Linked DNA regions of Xenopus laevis: region 1 is linked to region 2. The links are chromatin contacts, called in public Hi-C maps. All regions are on one chromosome and are shown on one strand. The core of a region is the stretch at or near the end of the contact, and the rest is flanking DNA. Distances in the headings are between cores, read along the strand shown. Region 1 holds the start of arrdc2.L (arrestin domain containing 2 L homeolog). Region 2 has its middle 10 kb from the start of LOC121393347.

The links. A called contact is a pair of places that touch in the nucleus more often than the background predicts.
Region 1: a Hi-C map of the XTC cell line shows a contact between it and region 2, with 4 times the contacts expected there. The contact joins the promoter of arrdc2.L here to the enhancer-like site in region 2. A contact is called at or near these places in 2 of 4 Hi-C or Micro-C datasets (the XL177 cell line and the XTC cell line).

The regions. Positions count from the first base shown.
Region 1 is chr1L:107,642,740-107,648,126 of Xenopus_laevis_v10.1, forward strand. arrdc2.L (arrestin domain containing 2 L homeolog) reads right to left here and starts at 2,956. Exons shown (of 8, transcript NM_001091863.1): 1 at 2,474-2,956; 2 at 938-1,004; 3 at 320-467. The coding sequence starts at 2,747.
Region 2 is chr1L:107,541,401-107,546,840 of Xenopus_laevis_v10.1, forward strand. No RefSeq gene overlaps it. Among protein-coding and RNA genes, the nearest start is that of LOC121393347, 10 kb to the left of the region's middle. Within about 2 kb of position 3,396, at least 1 of the 7 cell types and tissues checked has an H3K27ac peak or open chromatin away from gene starts, as enhancers often do.

The DNA of each region.
Region 1 (5,387 bases), core at 1,706-4,205, 100 kb after region 2:
CTTCTGAAGACCATAGTATGTGTGAGAATGTAATAAGAACCTTAGATTACAAGCTTCTCTGGGGAAGGCATTGACGACCAACCCTCTCTAAAGTGCTCTTCTCAGTCATTAAACTTCAAGGCAGAATATCTTGTTCCAACTACCCTAGCAAACAGCGTCACTGAAAGGTTTTATTCTGCACTGAAGAAGTCCAGAATAAAACAAACTATACAGAAACCCACAAATAAAAAAAAAAAAAAAAAAAATTCTTACAGTTCCATATTCGGTTCATAATCAAAGAAAAATTAAGTACCCTGTAAGTTATGATACACAAACTTACCAAGAGATCTGGAGTGTTGATATCAATAGGTTCTATTACAGTGAACTCCTTTTTGACTTTCTTGACTGTACACCATGGACGATGTAACTTTGCCTTTACCCAATAGCGAACACTTCCATGCTTCCCTTCAAAAGATGTTACTAGGGTCCTGAAGCAAATGACAGATTTAAGATTTTGTTTAACCATGATTTCTCAAAATCTTCGGAAATTACAGTCTACAAAGAATTATTCAAAAACATTTCCGCGTCTATGATTATGTAAGTTCGTGTGACATTTCTCTAACGGAAGAAAGCAAAAATCTGTAGTAGGTTTTTTTTTCTCCTCTCCAGCTGCTGAATAATAAAAGTAAAAAAAGTGTATCCACCAGCTACATGGGCACATATGGAGGACATACAGTAGATAAATCCTCCTAAGAGGTTCCTATGGGAAAATGCTAGTAGAGTGGCACAAATAACTTGCAAACTGACAACTAACAATTTACATAGAAACAAAGTTATACTACGATGAACATTAAGAGAAATAATGTTAAAAAAAAGTTGATTTTAGGAAGACAGCAGGCTGGTAGTGTAAATGTTATCTCATTAATGACTGGGCTATATCTCAGGAAAGGCTACTCACTCAGGCAGTTGAAAGCTGAAGGGAAATTCATGCCTTCCTGCTGGCAGGACAGTAAGTGTGCCATTATCTGCAAGGGAACAAAAGGGACACAGTTATACACTTTCTGTATACAACCAGACACTTGGTTATTGCAGCATTTCCTGTTTAGATTTTAATTTAGCATCACAACTTCCTGTTTTAAGTCAAGATAGGTATTAAAATGTAATGCCAGTCACGTGAAGGGAATTTAAAAGGCTAGACTGCTACATGCTTGACAGGAAACCTACAGTTACCGCCTTCATAATTACACAGATCAAAAACTTTTTTTTTTTTTCTCTAAATTGCAGTCTTTAACTAGAATACCACTCAGGTTAAAAAGTGCAAAACCAAGATCATCATCATTTGAGGTATCCCACCTTTGTCTACAGCACTGTGATGCACAGGATCTCAAATGTTAACCTTTCAGTTGTTGAACTTTTAGTTTCTAGCAACTATAAGGAGTTTAATAGATGGGAGTGCTGGTGTCTAGACGTTACCCCTATAGTTAATACACAGACAGAGAAAATATTGCATAGTCCCCAACTGCTAGTTGTCTCAATGTAGATGTGCTGCTTGGGTGACTTTAAAAACATGGCACAGACAGATATCAAGAGGTCACGGTTTCCATAGTTACAATAATAAAAGTTTTGGGCATCTAAAGGAACTTCCCTCCTCATAGCTCCTATTACAGGACACCTTGTTCATATACCAAGTTTACAAGATCATCCTTGTTAGAGGACAACCCTACTTAGATGCAGGCAGAATAGATGCATGAGTTGCAACAGGAGTCAAATCCAAAATACTTTGTGAAAGATTTGGCTGAATATCGAACCCTAATTTGCATATGATGTTAGGGAAACAATGGGGGGGGGGGGAAGTAGTAAAAAGAAAATAAAACATTTTTGAATGAATTGTTTATGTGATGAAAAAAGTCACATGATTTTTTTGAATTTGGTTCTGCCGGGAACTTGAATTTGGGCGAATCCAGGTTCTGTTGAAAAACGCAGAATCGTGGCCAAATCCAGAACTGAATTCAGTGCTTCCTTATTAAATAGCACAACATAAAGGAAGGCTACCCAGCAGAAATATAATCCACCTGTGTACTGGCAGCCTCATATAGGATTCAGGTCAGTCTGGACCCAATTGTAAATTCTTTCTTTATAAACAGAAGAGAATATGTAGCAATAGTACGTATAGGGAAAATTGCCTGTTTCACTATAACACTACTAGTTCCCTAGTGGAAATCTGGCCTTGGTGTGAAGAAACGTTTTAGCTTTTTAATACTAGTGGTTTGGTGGCAGATTGTGCAGTACTGCTAGGGTTTATACATTACCACATAAGAGGGTCCTGCTCATTAGAGCTCACAATCTAAAGGTAGAAAGGGGCATGAGACAATGAATGGACGATTTGTACTAATATAAATAGGAAATTCCGTTTAGAGGAGTATCATTAGTTAGAGCAAGATCCACTTGTAAGAGGCGAGAGGAATCCCCAGCCAGAAGAGCGTTCCCTCCTCACCTGTGTGCAGTAGGCTCTCCCGCAGGTTCATGTACTCCACCTCATCGCTGTAGTTCTGAGTATAAGCGGTACTGGAGCCAGCGCTGCGCGACTCAGTCCAATGCGCCTTAGCATAACCCCCGACGTGCAGCTTCACAGACTCCACTTTCGCCTCAGCCACCAGCTCCAAGAGCACCTTCCCCGTCACGGTGTCCCCGCTGTGAAAAACTAAAGGGGTATCCGAGCCGGCAGAGTCCAACTCCACCATGAATTTCTTTACTTTGTCAAAGATCATCCTGCTCGCTCTAAGCAACGTCCCGAAGAAATGAATGGAACGAGAGCACAAGCAAAACTGAAAGCACCGAGTAACTCGGCTGAAAGCAAAATGTTCCTTGAAAAACAAACCTGTCAAAAATGACTTATATGCTGCGGGCTCCACGTCCTGCAAAAACCAGAACAAACCAGCCGTGAGCTTAACTCTAACAAAACAGCACCATCCCTTAGTTATATTCCTTTTGCTTGTAGGGGCGGGGCGATTACGGATATTTACAGGAAGGTAGGCCAATGGCTAATTACGTGGGTGTGGCTTGCGAGCAGCTGGTGAAGATTAATTGGTGGACGCCCGTACTGAGGTAAAAGTCGTCTAAGTGTTCCTGTGCAAAACAAGTAGATTGCGCGTGCGCGGAACGCAGCCAGCCAGCAGCTGCCACGGGTTGGTACTTGTACTGTACTATTCGGAAGATTGGGTTCAAGGGGGTGAAACAGTGTGTACAATGTACATGGTTTCTGTAGAAAAGTTTCCTTCAAGATTTCGCTCTGGGCTCTCAGGTCATGTGAACTACATCACTGTTGCAGTTCAACTATATGTATGCAGTGTGTATTGATTTGATGCCTTACAACATGTGCACCTAAACTGTGTGGCACATAAGGCTAACCCTTGGGTGCAGCTGGGTGTAGTGTCGTATGTTCTCTTATAGCTGGAAATTCAAAATTGAATGGGCATTCGATATTGACCAATAGTACAGCAACAGGAACTTGCTTGGAGCAGAAGAGGGCTGCATTAGTTGTTGCTGAACTACAGTCTTTCTATTCCTCTATTTCAGTACGAGTCAAAGACGTGTACCAGAAACAAGTAAACAGAAAAAAAAACCCAGAACAAGCATAAACAATTCAAAACGTGAAGTCAATGGACCCTGCTCTCAATTGCCTACCCAGTTCCAGTCAGGCTGAGCTGCCCATGCACCCTCCTTTATGGAAGCTGCCACTACATTCTGGGAAACTCTGATGTAGAGGGACAGATGATAAGACAAAATAGTGGAGGGTAACTTTTATTTTGTACAACAGCTGTTTTCCCTCATGAGTAGGGTTGCCACATTTTCCAGAAAAAAATACCGGCCTTCCTATATATTTATCATTTTTCCCTTTTAATAACATTGGGATCAACCATCATTTTTACCAAATCTTTTCCTCTGAGGGATGCGACTTTAGTTAAGCCACTGAAAAGTTAAAGGGCTTTGTATCTCAAATTTTGCAGCCCAAGGCAGAACACTTATAAAGATATATTTCAGTCCCTTAGGAGGAAAGGGTTCCAGGAACCAGATATCAGTATTCTGTGTGTGGAAAGTTAACACTGTGTGCTGCCTACGCCCACAAGTGGCTGGATTGTACTAGAGTGTACTGTACAGTGTCACAGTGACTACTGGCTCCTGGAATTAAATAGCCGTCACTCTTCAATGTAAATTAAGTATTATTTCATACCATTGTAAATCAAATATTATTTCATACCATTCTAGGGCTGCTGGCGTATGGTGTTCAATCCGGCTACGTAAAGATTAGGTCGAGTTACCAAGATTCCCTTTTAGACAGTGATGTGTAACCTCAAAATATTAATTAAATGTTAAATCTTAATTACATATTGCTGTTTGGGTCGCAAAGCGGTCTTCCTCACTGAAAAAAAGTTTAAGGGCTCTTACACATGAGCGTTTTTACCTGCGCTCCCCTGCGTTCCGTTTTTCGGCGTTCAGCCGCAGGGGAGCGCAGGAATAGACGCATTTAATTATTTCAAATGGGGCTGTACTCACACAGGCGCATGTAGGCGCCGAACGCAGGAAAAATGCAGCATGTTGCGTCTCAACCTGCGTTTGGCGCCTACATGCGCCTGTGTGAGTACAGCCCCATTTGAAATCATTAAATGCGTCTATTACTGCGCTCCCCTGCGGCTGAACGCCGAAAAACGGAACGCAGGGGAGCGCAGGTAAAAACGCTCATGTGTAAGAGCCCTAAGAAACCCTAATTTTGAAGGAGAAGTAAAGCCTAACTAAAGAAGTAGGCTAGAAATGTTGTACATTATGTTTTGGGTTTATGTACCAGCCCACAGCAACTACAGCCCTTTAGCAGGGAAGATCCGTGTCTCCAAAGATTCCCCAGTAGCTCCCCATCTTCTTTTCTGCTGATTCACTGCACATGCTCTGTGCTGCTGTCACTTACTGAACTTAGGGACCCACTCACAATATACAGTACACATAGAATAGAAATGTCACAAAATAAGGCTGATTAGTAATTAATACATATAATTATTACATGGCAGCACAGAAACCAGTGAAACTAGCACCAGAATTTAATAATGAGCCCTGTAGCATTAGCTTTTATTATAGGCCAACCTAATTTTCTGCTTGATAATTTGCAACAACCCCTAAGCTTAGCTGCTCAGAGCCCATGTGAGTGTCGCAGACACTTTCCAAGTTAGTGACCCCCTGTGACAAGTTTGAAGTCCTAGGTCATTGCTACTATTGAGAAGGTGAAACTTTAGGCTGGTGCAATAAGTCCAGTATATAAAATATGGCATTTTTAGCCATATTAATTTTTAGGGTTTAGTTCTCCTTTAAGGACAGAGCAATAGATTTATCAATATTTTGGATGGAAGCATTCACAGTTC
Region 2 (5,440 bases), core at 2,146-4,645:
TGTGAAAAAGGTACTATCTGTACCTCCCAACAGCTGCAGCCTATGTGGTACAGGTAGGGGCATGCTGTTGGCAGAAGGTCTGGGAAGAACTTGACTGTATTCAAGTCAAGCATGAATGCGAGGAGTGGGAGCACTAACCTACAAGTACTTCCCTTAGAAACCAATGGTGAGGGGCATTACCCTTACCAAGCACAATGGGTCTGTGGCTGCCTCAGACCTGAACTGGCAATCTGTGAGTTCTGGCAAATGCCAGAGGGGCTGCTTTACGATGCTATAGACAATCACTATGTAGTGGACTGCCATTTGGGCCTATGTGTACTCAAAATTCCAGGGCCAATTTTAAATCCAAGTCCAGGCCTGCCGAGATTTTATGAAGCTCCACCGTTTTCAACAGGTGACAACTCCTAAAGGCCTCATGGAGTACGTAGTGTCAAGGACCTTGAAAAACAGTGTTTTTGCTTGACTAACATGATTGAAGGATTTGGAATAATTTTTTACGGTGACAATTTCCCTTTAATATCGCCAAGTAGGCACTGTTTTTTTTGCCTGCTAGGTGCCAGTTCACTGAGAAAACATTTAATGCATAAAGATATCACAGCTGTGCCCTCCTGTGTGTTCTGTTTGTTGCATTCTTGCTACTACAAGCTGTGTAAGAGCACAGAGCAATACAGTGGGTACAGACAGACTGCAGAGGATAGCACAGACAGTGTGCAGGCTGAACCTCTCTGTGATACTTCTATATATTTGCTATTGCTCTCCCAATTACACTGTTCAATATCTCACCCTGGCAACCCTGTATAATTAACAGCCTCTCTGGATTATCCTGCTGCTTGTCTGGGACAATTGATTTGGATTCTATATTTTCCCCAAGGCCATCACAGAGTTCTATATTTACACTTACTTTATACATATTTCCTGTCTTGTTAATAACACAAGCAGAGCCAAGAAAAGGTAGAAAAGAGAAAAAAATTCATTTGTGCTCCAGAAAGGTCCACGGATCCACTCAGGCCAGAGCCAATCGGGAAAATCATTTTTAGAAGTGCATTTATCAAAGGGTGAAATTTACAGCAAATATGCTTCTAAAAATCCCATAGGAATGAAGAGAAAGTGGGTGAGTTTTTCTGTGATGAGGTCTAATTTCACACTTTGATGAATCTGCCCCTTGTGTAATATTTCCTTTTCACTTTGCCTTGTGAACTTTCTCAGTATTGCATAATGAAGCCTGTAGGTGGTGCTATAACACTTATTATGATTTAGCAAAGCATACACTTCTGCAGTGAGAAAGAAAACAGTAAATAGGAAGTTGTTATAGTTTGCACAATGATCAATTCTGTCTTAAAGCCATACTTCATCGATTTATACAGCATATAATGTAAACCTTATTATAAAATATAAGTTCTATGAACCTATAAAGTGTATGCAGATGGTTTGTTATATATTTAAATATTACAATAGGGAGTATATTTCAGTGTTTGGTGTAATGTCACTAAACCCCGGTTCTAACTGATACCATAACTAAACACAATTTGTAACAATGTATGTTACAGGTAATGTGTATTTTTTATATACAGGATACAATGTTCCCTTCCCTCCGGAAATGTTCAAGCCTACAACTCCCACTATCCTCTGACAACCAGTAGTTGTTAATTATAGTTACTCTATGTTTTTTAACTACACATTTCTGATATAACAAGTTACTCTGAAGTGTACACAGAAATAACAATTAAAGGGGTAGTTCACCCTTTTAATATGCTATTGAATGGCCAAGCAACCTTTCAATTGGCCTCCATTTTGTTTAGTTATTGAATTGTTTCCCTTCTTCTTCTTCTAACTTTTTCCAGTTCTCAAATGGGGGTCACTGATCCAATCTAAAAACAAATGCTGAAAGTTACAAATATATTGTTATTGTTACTTTGTATTACTCCTCTTTCTATTCAGGCCTTCCTATTCATATTCCAGTCTCTTATTAAAATCAGTGCATGGTTGCTAGGGTAATTTGGACCCTAGCAACCAGATTGCTAAAAATTGTACAGTGGAGAGCTGCTGAAAAAGCTAAATAACTCAAACCGTAACTTAACTTAAAACCCACAAATAACAAAAAATGAAAACCAATTGCAGAATATCACTCTCTGCATCAGTGCTGTCCAAAATCTGAATGATGGTAGAAATTCTGTATTTTGTATACTAAACATGAACTTACTGTACCAGAAGCCTAATAAAACAAATGATTTATGCTTTCAAAGTTGACTGCTGGGGGTTATCATCTTGTAACCATGCTAAACCATCTTTGCAAGACCAAGACCATGCACATGCTCGGTGTGGACTGGGCTTCTGTTGGAAGGCTAAGCTTATGGATCAGAGTATTTGAAAAAGAAGGCAGGGCTGTCCGACACTCAAGTGGATCCACAAGACCAAAATATTTTAGTTAAAAAATATATCTTTATTTGCCAAAGTTAAAAAAAGTATCTGCCCTAAGCATTTTGCACCCACAAGGGCACTTAATCATGGGCTATGATGTCAACCACAGAAAATGAGCATTTATACAACAAAAAAATCAAAAAATATATAAACCAAATAAAGGAAAAAAAAGGAAAAACAGTCCTTAAAGAAATAGCATAACATATATGTCTTGAAAGAACTTTATAAACATTTACAAAATATACAAGATATACAACAAATCTTCACAATAAATATGTTTTAAATGAACAAAGCATGGACAGGAATAATAACAACAAGAATGTACAATATATACATAGAAGTAATAAGGATGCACAATATATCTCTACATTGTCGCTGACTGCTCTACAGGGAAATAAACAAAGCTGCTCAAGTTCTGGGAAGTAAGGTGGGTGGCTCCCCCCTGTCATTTGAAAGTATGATAGTTTTCCTTCAGCAGTCAGAGCAAATAAAATGAAAGGGGAATTTCACTGCATACAGTCAGGTTTCTTATAAAAACGGTACACATTTTTTAATTTAAGTATAATGAAGATTGATTTCTTTTTCATTACAGAAAGAAAAAATGGGCTTTTATTTTTTTGCCTTTACATCCCCTTTATTGTATTTAATGCTGCTACTCTTTCAATAGAGAGATTAAATCATCATTTTTGTACTGTATGGCCTATATTAAAGCACCATGCTGTTCTACAAAAAGAGTTTATTTATTAAACATGCCACAGCAATATACAGCTGAAATCAGCTTCAGAATTCCACTGTATTACCAGCAAATATTTTCTATTTGGTCTTTTTATAGGGGTGTGTGATGTAGCACAAAGCCGAGGTGGCTGCATCAGCTTTTAAACTTTTGCCCTATTAAGCGCAGGCAGAAGCACTAACCAATGTGATGTTATTGCTTTGTGGGGAACAGGTTGTACTGCACTGAAATCCTACAGCCAATCATGAGATAGTAAACCCTAGCAACAGGCCAAACTTAACCCATCCAATAAGAATGTTTATATGCAGTGGAAGACCAGCTTCCTCAGCATTGTGTTCTACAGTAACCACAGCCTATTATAAAGTAAACACCCCTTTAACCAACTCTGAAAAACAACTGCTGTGTTTAGACATGTGATATAATATTGTCACATACTAAAATTATAATTTAATGAAATCGTGCATAGGCTGACTTAAATGCCCAAGCAGATGTTGCCGTAATGCAGGAGAATTTGTGCTCGTCCTGCTTTTAAAGGAAAGTAGAAATTGTTGCTGCTTTTCTGTGGGTTGCAACCGAAAACGTCTGCATCTGTTAAAGCAAGCTAATACCAAATACATATCCTTATACAATATTGCAGTAGTTGGGTCAGAATTCTTACCATATCAGTTAATTGCTGAAGAAGGATAGTTAGAGATCAACTTCTGTAGTTACAACTGGTTTCTATATAGCATATTATAACAGAATAAACATTATCGGACGTTGAGACAAAAAATTATACTTTTCTTTTATGTTGAAACCTTTTAATTTTTCTGTTATGGTCTTTTAAATTAAAATGTTTTTTAGGTCCATAAAATAATTTTAAGTGTATGGTTATTATCTGGTACTGTATGGGTGAGGGTATAGGAAGGAGCCTATACAATAAGCATAATTTGATATTTTGATTATAATATTTTTATTATATGAGTCACAGCAAACTTATTTTATTGATGTTGTCACTACAAATTAGAAGAAGGATAACATGGTCTCATTCATAGAACTTGAGCAATTTAAGAGCCTGTCTGCTGGGACAGTGGGGATAGGAGATGTGTCAGTAAGTGACTTAGTTTAGAGGGGCTTGAGGCAAGTAGTGATGGGCGAATTTATTCGCCAAGCATGGATTTGCGGAAACTTCCAGATTTTGCAGACGACTAATGTTTTTGCGAAACTGCAGCGAAAATTTGCAGTGGGAAAATTTGCTGCGATAGAAAAATTGTCACTCGTCAAAATTGTGGCACGTCAAAATTATTCGCCTGTTCACTGTAATGCATTTGGAAAAAAGAGTTGCCCGTGTAAAAATTGTAAAAATTATTCGGACCGCCATTGACTTTAATGCTTTTGAACAAAAGAGTTGTGTGTCTAAAAATTGTCGCTTGTGTCCAAATTGTCACACATCAAAATAATATAACGTTCATTGACTTCACAACAAACTGCATTAGGCAGGCAGCAATCTGGAACATCCAACGAAAATAGATTCCAAGAGCCAAAAATTGTATATTAAAAATATGATACTTTATTTTACATCACATCTAAAAAATAACGCCTGACGCGTTTCCTGTCACACAGGGACACTTAATCATAGGTCTGGGGCATGTGCACCCGGACCCAACTGGGAAATTTTTCACCATTTCTCAAATTTCTTAGCGAAGAGAAACAGGACAGATTCCCCCATTATTAGTGCCAAGGGATCCAAGATAAGTGCCACCCTGAGGCAGAGTTGAGTGCAATAAAGCTCTCTGCAGTAGAAGAGCCAAAATTCACATATAAAAATCTGAATTTCAGCTCTTTGCCACTCCCGGTAACTTACCAGGCACTACAAATGACAATTTCGGACAAATCACCATGCTTTTTAGCCATAAAACAGTGCATTTCCACATAATTTATGCTGCCTGGGAAGTTACACCCAATGTAACTTGAGCACGATTTGTCAAAATAAACACAATTGAACATGCAAATCAGTGTAGTTGCATCACTTTGGCACTGAGCATTGAAATGATGTTAGCATATGATCCTTTTGGCACAAATCTGCTGCACGTATTAACAAAGCCCTCTGTTGGAACAACTGACTTATTGCCACATTGAAGGTGAGGTTAGCTCCAGGGTTCCACAGCATCATCAGGCAGGACAAATGTAACGGAGCTTGGTGAACTATATGGAAGTGCAAGGACCTTGTTTGGATGCAAGTAGGTGAATGATGTCATTTAGGGCAACATTTATGTCCAACAGGCCTGGACTGGCAATCTGTGGGTTCTG